3 separate regions of the Sus scrofa genome follow, and regions 1 and 2 are each linked to region 3. The links are chromatin contacts, called in public HiChIP or PLAC-seq maps. All regions are on one chromosome and are shown on one strand. The core of a region is the stretch at or near the end of the contact, and the rest is flanking DNA. Distances in the headings are between cores, read along the strand shown. Region 1 overlaps NCOA4 (nuclear receptor coactivator 4). Region 2 overlaps TMEM72 (transmembrane protein 72). Region 3 overlaps ALOX5 (arachidonate 5-lipoxygenase).

Region 1 (3,823 bases), core at 1,250-3,749, 360 kb before region 3:
CAGCTGAAGAGCAGTCTACCCAGTCTGCTCCAAATGGCTGACTGCTCATCTGAGACACAGGGAACCTGGGCCTATACTGCATCTTCAATCCAAAGTTTAGGGTCAGGTGGCTAGCTAAAAGCTGGAAAGGGCCAAACATAGTGCAATTCCCCACCCTCAGAAATAAAACAATGGGAGGAAGAAGCCCAGTAGGCTTTCTTTTGAGCATCTTATTCAGGAACTAGAGATCCTATAAAGAACTGAAAGATTCAGGAAATTTTCTGACTTCCTCTTGCTATTTTGTTGCCACAGTCTGTTTGCCCATTTTCATCTCTAAAACAGAAGGGCTTCATGAACCCAATTCAATAGGAATCCCCTTGGAGATTTTTGCCAACTCTTAAAAAACACCAAATGTAGCTATCTGATACTTTTTTACACTGTAAGCTGCCTTGTTTTAAGCACCCATTAGTGTACACTTGGTGCACGTTGTTGGAACTTTGAAAAATACCTGCATAACATGAGTGAAAAGCTGACTCATATTCCGAGAGTGGAGTATCACCTCATTACCAGAAATTACTTCATTTTGCACTTAAATTAGCTATGTGCAAAGCACGTTTAGCTGTTTTTCAAATGTATTAGCAACTTTTACCAGTGCCCAATTTTCCACCCGTAGGTCCTCACCTAAGGATTTATATGGAATGCCACAATGCCTAGCTCAGAGGAAAATTTAATCAGTAAAATTAAACAAAATGCTGCTTCACAATGTCAAAAGCCCTAGAGCTCTAGATCATGTGGAAGACAAATTCAAATGCCCATGGTACTAACTTACAGAAGTAAGTCTTCTCAAGTCAATCACAAGTACTATACAATTGCCTAACAAGAACAGAATATGACAAAAGTACATAAATTGGATTTTCCCCTTATCAGCTGAGAAAAGAAGGTAGGAGATTTAAAAGTTACAAAATGGATTTTTTACCCTACGTATTTATCCTTTGTTTTCAAATTAAAATGAAATAGGCATCTTATTAGAATAAGGGTCTTTAGAGCCCATTTGTTAGCCACTAAGAAAAACCTGTTTCAAAAAGAATTTGAAAGAGAATGGATGTGTGTTCCTGTATAACTGAATTAATTTGTTGTACAGCAGAAATTATCACAACACTGTAAATCAACTGTAAATCAACTACATTTCAATAAAACTTTAACAGTGAAAAAAAGAAAAAAGAACCTATTTAATTTCTTTATGCCAGTCCTGGGATGCCTGTCCCTTTGCTGCCCCTGCTGTGTGGAGCAGTCAAGGGGCAGTCAGCTTCCATAAGCCTAGATTCCAAGAAAGGAGCTGTGCAAAGGTCTGCCTTCAGTGAGGAGGAAGCCCTCCAAGCTGAAACCAAGAATTCCTCCACACAGGTGAATTCAAACCACCATAAAGTGAAGCCTGAGCTAGTTTTATAAAATGTCACATCCAAAGAGACTCAAATAAGTTATCTAGCTCACATGGGCAATTTCAACAATTTACCATTTGTTTCAGGTTAGACAACCAGTGTAACGAGCATGAGGGTTAAAAGATTACTCTGAGGTCTACAAAACCAGAATTCTGGCTTTATTTGCAAACTTGAGACACAGGAGCTAGACACTTAACCTTTTTGGACCTCAATATCCTCTGGGAAAAAAAAACAGAGACAATGACAGTAGCTACCAAGTGCTGCAGTGAAGTTAAAGAGAGACAACATCTGCCTATAATCACTTAACCCAGCCTCGTATACACCACATTTTTTAAGGCTTTTGCTGTTTTTGTTCTTAGGTTTAGCTGAGTTATGGGGACCTAAGGAACTTCAACCTTTGGACTACAGAAAACAGTACTGACGCTAGAAAAGGCTTTGAAGTGAGGACGCCCTGGCTTAGACTCATACAGCCATTAATCAATGCTATAACTTCGGATCATTTACCCTTTTTGAACCTAATGTCCTAATTATAGATGAAGATAACAATACCTACTTCATAGACTTAGGGGGAAGGATATTTAATAATAAACTAGCTCCCCATCTACACTCTCACTATTTAACATAGCAAAAGGCAAGTTGTTTTCATGGCAAAAACTCAATAGTCTAAACCCTCTAATATACACCAAGTATATACATTTTTTGCCTGTTTTCTTACCAGTGAAAAGACTGGATTTCAGCTCTAATTCTAAAATTCAAATCAATGAAAGACTACTAAAAATGTCTTTTTCTTTTACCTTTATAATCCGAACTACTGCTTTACCACCTTCAAAATTAGGGTGCCTTACACATGATTTTTTTTTTTTTTTTTGAGACAAGTTAAATGTCTAAGTGCTTTCTAAAACTTCCCTGCCCCTAGGATCCCTGTCCTAGGTTTTGGGGGAGGTAAGAAATCAAGAGGGAAACACACAGATCCTTCAAACAAATAAATAAAGCTCCAGGGAAACCTGGAGCTCTCCTTGAAGAGTTCTATAAACTATATATGCCCCTTTTGCACAATGCTTTGCACAAACCTAGTTATGAAATCCAAAGATCATGGAACCAGAATTGAGCAACGAAGTCACAAACGAAGCTAAGTACTTATCACAAGTTTAAAAATTTCCTAAGAGCTGTAACTCTCTTGTGACCAACACAATTTAAACCACAATTTAAAGTTGGAAAAAACCATAATGATCTCTTTAGAGACTACTCTCATTTTTATAAAAGAAACCACAAAGGCCTAGATACTTTAAATGACCATCTAAAGGGCCATAGCCATAAAAGGTAGATTTGTCTTTAGAACTAGGACTCTTAGGATCTAGTCCTGAATTCTCTCCCTCTGACCAGCTTCTTCTTCCTTTAGTTTATTATCATCCATAAATTATTTTTATTTGTGAACACTAGAGATTAAAACTAACATTCTACTCTTTTTTTTTTTTTTTTTTTGGGCTATTTCTTGGGCAGCTCCCGCGGCGTATGGAGGTTCCCAGGTTAGGGGTCCAATCGGAGCTGTAGCCACTGGCCCAGGCCAGAGCCACAGCAACGTGGGATCTGAGCCGCGTCTGCAACCTACACCACAGCTCACGGCAACGCCGGATCATTAACCCACTGAGCAAGGGCAGGGACCGAACCCGCAACCTCATGGTTCCTAGTCGGATTCGTTAACCACTGTGCCACGACGGGAACTCCAAAACTAACATTCTAATGGGTTACTATCAGAACAACTTTCATTAGGAATCTCAGTCCATTCTCACAGTTCTCAATAAATTATAACAATTTTTCAGAACCTTCTTCCTTAGATAATGCTAACAAAAATAAACAGTATTCTTGCATGTCATGATAGGCTCAGAATAACCAAAACACTTCCAAGTATGAAGGATAGGCACAAGAGCCCTGGGTTCTGATCTCACATCTTATCACAACCACTCTGCATTCCATTCGTCCCTCCGAATGAGGCTAAGACTACATGCCACTTCTTCTTTTTTTTTTTGCTTTTTAGTACCACACCCACGGCATATGGATTCCCAGGCTAGGGGTCCAATTGGAGCTACACCTGCCAGCCTATGCCACAGCCAGAGCAATGCCAGATCCAAGCTGCATCTGCGACCTACACCATAGTTCACAGCCACACCAGATCCTTAACCCACCGAGTGAGGCCGGGGCCGCGTCCTCATGGATCCTAGTCAGCTTCGATGAGCCACGACGGGAACTCCTGCAAGTCATTTCTGTTCCTTCCAGTCACACTGTTCCTCCCCCTTCCCACCGGGCCTTCCCCTCCAAAACAGATATCCACTTTTTACTTATTTTCCTAGCATCTAATTCACTGCTAGAAGACCAAGCCCTTAAAAAGAAAAAAGAAAAAAAAAAAT
Region 2 (4,308 bases), core at 269-2,768, 270 kb after region 3:
GGCAGCTGCACAGAATGGTCCTGAAGGGCTGGGAGGGGTACCTTAAGAGAAATGGCTAGAAGGAAGAGGAGGCTCTGCCTTTCAACCTCATCTCCATGGGCAGTAGGCTTCCTGGCCTTTTACATGGGTCGTGGGGAGGGGTGCAGTTTTCACAGCTGGGGGGGGGGAAGGAAGAGAAGGGTCCCACTGGCAAAGGTCATTGTTAAAACTCAGGAGGTGGAAGCATCAAGTTCTGGCTTCTGAGATCAGAATCTGGGCTGACTGGCAGGGTCAGTGGAGTGAGAGAGGAGGGTGGGGTTGCCAGGGAGCCCATCTTGGTGTGCCATTCACACCAGGCTGAGGAGTTTGGACCTGAATGGGTAGGAGCTGAGGAGGCACAAAAGGGTCTGGATGGAGAAGTGACCATCTCAGCCCCTCTAAAAGCTCAGCCCACATGCAAGCATTGGAGAAAAAGTCATTTTCCTTTTGTGGGTACAGCCTCTGGACACCTATGTGAAAGACGTGTTTTGGGGACTTTCCTGCCACATGATGAGTTCTTCATCGCTACGGTCAATGCCAGAGAAGGCAGTGGGACCATTGATGCCCTGGAGCCAGTGTCACTGCAGACTCATGAGAGGGGGATTCAGCCCCCCCTGCTCAGAGCTTACCTGCAGGGGGTGCTGCTTGCCCCCACCCCATACCTCCTGGAACTCTTACCTGGGATGGTCACATGCCAGACCAGGACAGGGTGGAGAAAGCAGGCCACGGACAGCAGCATGTAGGCCAGAAACCTCTGGAAGCAGCCCAGCCAGTGAGCCTTCTCCTTTGCTCTGTAGGCCAAGGACCCTGGCTGACACCTGAGGAGAGGAAGTCCAGGATTGGCAGGAAGTAGGAACATTTGGATAAGTCCCAGCAATCTATAAAACCATTGGAGTCTGGGATTGGGTTTATTGGGGCCATAGTCTCTCCCCCCTGCCCCTAGGGGCTAAAGTCCTTACTATGGGTTCCACAGTTAAGGGCCTTGCCTGAGGCCTCTCCTGAGGGTCTCCTGTACATTTTCTGAAAGGCTGCTCAGCTCTGTCTTTCTGGTCTAGAGCAGAGGGAGGTAAATGCTCTTAAGTCACTGCAGAGGCAGTGGGAAGGAGACTAGGACACTCAGGGTACACTGGGAAGTCCACAGGGCAGTAGAGAAGGCTGGATAGTTGTGAGGGTTATACACTGCAAAAAGGACCTGACCACATGGTTGAGAGGTCTTGAATCCAGCTGCACTCTGATCAAAGGTGCCTTGCTTAGGCATAAGGTGGCATCTGCCCAGAGGGGCTTCTCTGTTAACCGGACACAGGGACCACACATGGGCCTGACAGAGGCTTGATACTGAGCTGGTTTCCTCAGGGAGCTGCCTCCAGGATGCAGAGGAGGAAAGTGTTTGCCTTTAGATTCATCTCCTTCATCCTCTGAAGTGGCCTAGAATGGGGTTCTGCATACTGCATCCTTCCCCAGGCTGGCTTTGCAGTAGCATAGCCCTCCTCCAGTGTTCAGCTGCTGTGGCTCATTGCTGCCCCCCAGTGGTCATTATTTTGTGACAAGCCCCTGGCTGGGAGTGGAGGGAGAGGGTAAAAAGCCCATGTAGGCCCTAGGGCTCCTCCTTCCTCTGCTCCTGAGAGGTTGCTAGAGTCTGGTGGAAGCCTTCTGCCTCAGGGTTGGTAGCCCTTGGAGGCAGCCAGTGGCCTTGCAAGATGCTAGGACAGCTGGGTTTAAAGCTTGCCTCTTTTGCTGACCATGTGAGACCCAACCATCCAGGTCCTGAGAACTGTGGTCCAGGGCCAGCCTTCGGCCACCTTGATGATAGCTTCCATGAATTGAGCATGACTGGGTAGAGGTAGAGGCCTCAGGGCCCATGTAGCCTCCCAAGACTCTGCAAGCTCTGCCCTCCTGCCCCAAAAATGGGCAGGGGTGGAGTGGGGTGGGAGCTGTGACCCTGGCTTGTCCCTGGGTCCCAGCAGAAGGCAGAATCAGTTCTCAAGGCCAGCTCTGTGTGCTTCAAGCTGGCCTCCCGCTGGGTCCCCACCTCCTGGTGGATGACTCAGATGGCGGGTTGAGTGACTGGCTGTTTATGGAAGGTGGGGATGGGCACTGCAGGGGGATTCTGGGTGGGGTCAGGTCCTAAATGGATGTGTTCATCCTCTCCCTGGTTTGGAGAAGGGAACTGGGGACATTGAGCCCCACAGGCCTGAGCCCACATCCAGGCTGGGGCTCTACACAGGCTCATGGCTGCTTTGGGAACAGAACATCTCCTCGGCTGTGGCCTCAGAGTGGAGGCATCTGGGAGTGCTTGGAGCTGGGGGTAGTGGTGGGATCACTCTGGAGGCTACTTACTGGAAGCAGATGGCCAGCAGCTGAGCCACAAAGTAGGCCCCTTCGATCACAGAGACGGCGGCTCCTATAAACCTATGGTGGAGACAGGTGAGGGAGGTGACACCCACTGACCCTCCCTTTGCTTTCCTTTGAGTGTCTTCTCACAGCACCTTGGCCTCCTGGGCATCTGTGCATAGCCGAACTACAGACCAGGAGTTTCTTTATCTAATCCTGTCTCTTGTCCAACATCCTCCAAGAGCTGCCTGGATTCCAGGGCCTGCACTGGGTGGGGCCAGGACTCGGTAGTGAGGATAGGGGTGGTGGCCGGGGCCCAGAGGTGGGCAAGGGAGCTGCAGACCAGCAGAGGAGACTGCCTTGATCCTAGCACCCCTGCATGGACACTGGCAGCCACATCCTTCTACTTACTGCCTGGTTGTCTGAGCCTTAAAGCTGGAGCCATTCCTGACCCCCTTCCTTCTTGTCATCCCAACAGTCACCAGGAAGGGTTGACTGTGTTCCTTCGATAGCCTTAGAATCACTCCCATTCTTTCTGGTCTCACTTGTATTGCTCAGCTCAGGGCCTGCCCCCTGAACCCTTACACCAGCTTCCCGTTCGGGCTTCCTGACTCCCTGGCCCTCACCTCCTCGCCTCCTGCTCCTCCACTGTCACCACCAGGCTGCCCGAGGCTCCTTCTGAATCTGATCAGAGTCCTCCCCATCCAGACTGCTTCAGTCTCCTCATGCTCCAAGGGTCTAGGGACCCTCCAATCAGAATCCCCTGGGGAATATGGAAAAGCAGAGATTCCTGGGCCAGCTGCAGACTGGATGTATCAGAATATTTGGGATTGGAACCTGGATCTTTCATTGGCAGACCTCACTGGGCTATAGAATTGGCCTGTACAATTTCTTAGCATGCTTTTTTTTCTTTCTTTCTTTTTTTTTTTTTTTTTTTTTTTTGTCTTTTGTCTTTTTAGGGCTATACCGTAGCATATGGAGGTTCCCAGGCTAGGGGTCTAATTGGATCTGTAGCCACTGGCCTATGCCACAGCTACAGCAAGGCCAGATCCGAGCCATGTCTGCGACCTACACCACAGCTCACGGCAATGCCGGATCCTTAACCCGCTGAGCGAGGTCAGGAATCGAACCCACCACCTCATGGTTCCTAGTCAGATTCGTTTCCACTGCACCACGGTGGGAACTCCTTTAGCATGCCTTTTAAAGCCCTCCATGAAGCTATTAGGTGCCACATGGCTGGGCCCTGTCAGAGGTCTCCCTCTCTTATCTGTGTGACAATGTTAGTTACTTCTCTCTTTCTCCCTCTGACCATTTAGTACTTAATCTCTACTGTCTCCTACTTTCTCTCTGCCTCTCAGGGTCTGCTTAACTCTGACTCCTAAGCTTTTAAGTGGTAATCACTAACATTTATATGATGAATATGTGCCAAACATGTTAAGGGCTTTGTAACTATGAATTCATTTAGTCCTTATAACAATTTCATTGTTGAATCACTATGATTACCCTCAGCTTGCAGCTGAGGAAACGGCCATGGGAGGTCAAGCCCCTTGCTTATGGACACTCAGCTCATCTGTAGTGTGGCAAGATTGGAACCATCACTCAGACTCAGAGCCTGTGTGCTTTGATAAGCAAGTGGCATTGCCTTTTTCTTTTCTTTTCCTTTTTTTTTTAGGGCTGCGCCCAGGCTAGGGGTTAAGTTGGAGTGGTGTGGAGGTGGACCCGAAGGGCGAAGCAGGGTTGGGAGATGGTGAGTGTGAGCCCTGGAGCAAACAGAGGAGGCTTCCTGAGGCAGAGGGCTCTGTAGGACATAGACCAAGCCACCGTGATGAGAGTGGATGTAGAAAGGAGAACGTGTGGGAGAGGCTACAGCCCAGTGACCCTGCAGGCAGACCCGGGGGCTCTCTCAGGGTGAGGATGCTGAGAAGCTGGGTGGTTACCCTTCCAGGATACCACTGAACA
Region 3 (3,879 bases), core at 798-3,297:
ACACAGCACATGAATTAAAAGCTTAAAGTTAAAAACAAAATTATGGAAATATTAGACAAAAATACAAGTATTTATGCAACACAGGGGTGGGGAGGGACTTCTTAAGCAAAGCAGGAAACCCGAAAGTCACAGAGGAAAAAGAATACGTAAGTTAAGAGAATAAAGAAGTAAAAACTGTGAAAAAAGCAACAGAAGACAAATGATACACACTATACATATAACAAAGGGATACTATCCTAATATATAAAGAGATCCTTTAGGTTAATAATAAATCCACAGAAAAATAAATCACATAAATAGGCAAGTCAAAGAAGAAGCAATGCAGAGAGGCTTCATTTACCAGCAGTCAGGGGCATGTGGTGAGCCACAGGGTTTCACTTAAGGATTTTTGGACTGCCAAGTAGTTACAAGATCAATGTCATCAGGTATTAGCAAAGGTATGGGTAACAGGATATTTTCATATACCATTAGTGGGATTGAAAATTGCTATAAAATTTTGGGAAGGGAATTTTGTCAGTATTTCTTTTCTTTTTTGGCTTTTTAGGCCGCACTTGCGGCATCTGGAGGTTCTCAGGCTAGGGGTCGAATGGGAGCTACAGCTGCCGGCCTACACCACAGCCACAGCAACGCCAGATCTGAACCGCCCCTGCGACCTACACCACAGCTCATGGCAACACCAGATCCTTAACCCACTGAGTGAGCCAGATTTTGAACCTGTAACCTCATGGTTCCTAGTCGGATTCGTTTCCCTTGCACCACGATGGGAACTCCTGGACTGCCAGGTATTTACGAGATCAATGTCATCAGATATTGGAGAAGGTATGGGTAACAGGATATTTTCATATACCATTGGTAGGATTGAAAATTGCTATAAAATTTTGGGAAGGGAATTTTGTCGGTATTTCTTAAAATGAAAAATGCTTAGTTGATCCAGGACTTTGAGTTCTGGAAATTAATCTGATAGTAATTAAAGCACGAGTAATCAAGATGTTTGTACAGAGTTGTTTCTCGCAGCACTGTTTTTTTTTTTTTTTTATTTTCCCACTGTGCAGCAAGGGGGTCAGGTTATCCTTAGATGTATACATTGCAGTTACAGTTTTTTCCCCCACCCTTTCTTCTGTTGCAACATGAATATCTAGACATAGTTCTCAATGCTATTCAGCAGGATCTCCTTGTAAATCTATTCTAGGTTGTGTCTGATAAGCCCAAGCTCCCGATCCCTCCCACTCCCTCCCCCTCCCATCAGGCAACCACAAGTCTCTTCTCTAAGTCCATGATTTTCTTTTCTGAGGAGATGTTCATTTGTGCTGGATATTAGATTCCAGTTATAAGTGATATCATATGGTATTTGTCTTTGTCTTTCTGGCTCATTTCACTCAGGATGAGATTCTCTAGTTCCATCCATGTTGCTGCAAATGGCATGATGTCATTCTTTTTTATGGCTGAGTAGTATTCCATTGTGTATATATACCACTCTTCCGAATCCAGTCATCTGTCGATGGACATTTGGGTTGTTTCCATGTCCTGGCTATTGTGAATATCGCAGCACTGTTTTTAATACCAAAACCAAATACACCAAAATGTATTTCCCAATATAAATATGTTCCCAATATACAAATGGGAAACAAGCTGAATGTCCATCAATAGGAGAATGGCTGAATAAGCTCTGGTACCTTCATGCAAAGTGAGAACTATGTGGCAACTTAAGGGCGAGGGAAACAGTGAGATGACGCACACACATGAGATTAACAGGAATGAAGATGTCTCAAGGAGTGAAGTGGGTCCATGGTGTGGGGAGAGAACCACTCAGGAATGGCTCTACGGTGAAACTTGGCAGGACCCCTTTCGAAAACAATCGGCGATATTTAGAAAACTTAACATGTGGTCTGCAAACGTGCATGTCTACTCTCGGGATGTTCCCAGTGTACCTCTTTCACAGGAGCACCAGGAGACCAGCCGTGTAAGGAGGCTCTCAGCCGGGCAGTTGTAATGGACAGAAAGTAAAGACAGCCCACACGTCCACCAGGGGGCAGTGGGAGGGCACAGCGGTTGGTCACACGACAGTGCGCTGTACAGAAGCTACAATGAATGGTCAACACTTATCTGTGTCAACCGGTTGTTCTTCGAAACAGAACAAGTGAAAAAAGCAAGTCAAAGGATGATTAGATTAAATGATGTAGATGAAAATCCATCACACCATATATCATGTGTGTGTGTGTGTGCCCGCCACACAGGAATATGCAGTCGCAGTGAGCGGACATGAGCACTGGGTTACAATCTGTGTGAGGGTCTCCTTCTCCTTCCCTGGCTGGTTGTGTGGTGAGAGCCAGCTGGGCTTGTCAACTTCTGACATACGGGAAACTATTCTTAGTTGTGACTTGACTTCCAAGCTGTGATCTGGAAGCCTGAGAGTCCATGTGAAAGAGGAACTAGAAGAATATGCAGACGTGACAAGTTCAGTGTTTCCTGAACGGAAGCAAAGGAAGAGGTCTGAAAAGGACAGATGAGTAGGAGGAAGAAAAGATGGCAATTAGATTTATCTCACCAGAAAACCCCCTGCCCCATCTCCTTAAACCCTGCTGAAAGTCCCATCTCTGTAGAACAAACACACCACTGAACCAACCTCTCTCTGGGGGAGGGGTATTTCCCAGATAAGGCTGCACACAGCATTCGTTCTGCAGGACTTTAAGAGTCAAGCTCTTTTGGGAAACACTGGATTAAAACCTTTTTTTTTTTTTTAAACCAGGGTCCATTACCCCAGAACTTCTCCGAATCTTTAGTGTTTATGTGCATTGGGAACCTCTAAGTGGGGGGATGCAATATAGTTTCCCAAACTTCACTATGGAGAGAAAGTTTTGGGACCAATGATCCAGGGCACACTTTGGAAAATACTGGGTTAAGGCAACATGCCTGCAGAGCTGATTTAATTTATCAGCCATTAAGGTCTTAGTCTGAATTAGTGGAACTGATAGGACTCGCTGTCCACTCTCTTAACAGGAAACAAACTAGCCTGATTCTCTGAAATCTGTTTAACATTACCACAATCTAGGACTCCGTCCTTCCAAGGCCAGCAGCACAGAGAGTGCTCACTGGAGGGACTTTGCCACGGGTGGCTGAAGTGGGGTAGGAAAGTCGAGAAAGGGGCATATGAACACCAACCTTTAGGATGGGAGGGGGCGGTGCAGAGCTCTTGACAATGCCTTGGGCACTGCATCAAGCACAAAGGTCTAAAACATCAATAAGGGAGTTCCCGTCGTGGCGCAGTGGTTAACGAATCCGACTAGGAACCATGAGGTTGCGGGTTCGGTCCCTGCCCTTGCTCAGTGGGTTAACGATCCGGCGTTGCTGTGAGCTGTGGTGTAGGTCGCAGACGCGGCTCGGGTCCCGCGTTGCTGTGGCTCTGGTGTAGGCCGGTGGCTACAGCTCTGATTGGACCCCTAGCCTGGGAACCTCCATATGCCGCGGGAGCGGCCCAAGAAATAGCAACAACAACAAAAAGACAAAAAAATAAAATAAAATAAAATAAAACATCAATAAGGTGCCTGAGCTGAGATGCTTACTCACAAAATTCTACAATAAATCACAAATTCATAGATCCTTCACATTACCCACTGTATAATCAGCTTATTCTCTCTGGTGCTAACACCATAAAAATTTCATTTATAATTTTTATTATGAAATAGAATATATAAATATGTACATATGTATATGTATATATGCACATACTCATGCACGCATAAAAATGCACAAAACATCTGTGTAACCAACATCCAGATCAAAAATCAGAACATTGCCAGTACCCTCAAACCCCTGCCCATTCCACCTCCCCCAATCACCTCGCTTTTGTGATCATGATTTCCTGATATTGTTTATGGCACC

What was found. HiChIP or PLAC-seq counts read pairs in DNA pulled down with a chosen protein or histone mark.
Region 1: an H3K27ac HiChIP or PLAC-seq map of alveolar macrophages shows a contact between it and region 3. The contact joins two enhancer-like sites. A contact is called at or near these places in 1 of 47 Hi-C or Micro-C datasets (heart right ventricle) and 1 of 2 datasets of contacts at active chromatin or transcription factors (alveolar macrophages).
Region 2: an H3K27ac HiChIP or PLAC-seq map of alveolar macrophages shows a contact between it and region 3. The contact joins two enhancer-like sites. A contact is called at or near these places in 3 of 47 Hi-C or Micro-C datasets (heart right ventricle, liver and skeletal muscle) and 1 of 2 datasets of contacts at active chromatin or transcription factors (alveolar macrophages).

Annotation. Positions count from the first base shown.
Region 1 is chr14:90,518,007-90,521,829 of Sscrofa11.1, forward strand. All of the region lies in intron 1 of NCOA4 (nuclear receptor coactivator 4), which reads right to left. Among named protein-coding and RNA genes, the nearest start is that of NCOA4, 11 kb to the right of the region's middle. Within about 2 kb of position 2,500, at least 12 of the 83 cell types and tissues checked have an H3K27ac peak or open chromatin away from gene starts, as enhancers often do. A contact at or near this core is called in alveolar macrophages, where this site is marked.
Region 2 is chr14:91,151,688-91,155,995 of Sscrofa11.1, forward strand. TMEM72 (transmembrane protein 72) reads right to left here. Exons shown (of 4, transcript XM_021072810.1): 3 at 697-836. Among named protein-coding and RNA genes, the nearest start is that of RASSF4, 15 kb to the left of the region's middle. Within about 2 kb of position 1,519, at least 10 of the 83 cell types and tissues checked have an H3K27ac peak or open chromatin away from gene starts, as enhancers often do. A contact at or near this core is called in alveolar macrophages, where this site is marked.
Region 3 is chr14:90,883,129-90,887,007 of Sscrofa11.1, forward strand. All of the region lies in intron 3 of ALOX5 (arachidonate 5-lipoxygenase), which reads right to left. Among named protein-coding and RNA genes, the nearest start is that of ALOX5, 22 kb to the right of the region's middle. Within about 2 kb of position 2,048, at least 7 of the 83 cell types and tissues checked have an H3K27ac peak or open chromatin away from gene starts, as enhancers often do. A contact at or near this core is called in alveolar macrophages, where this site is marked.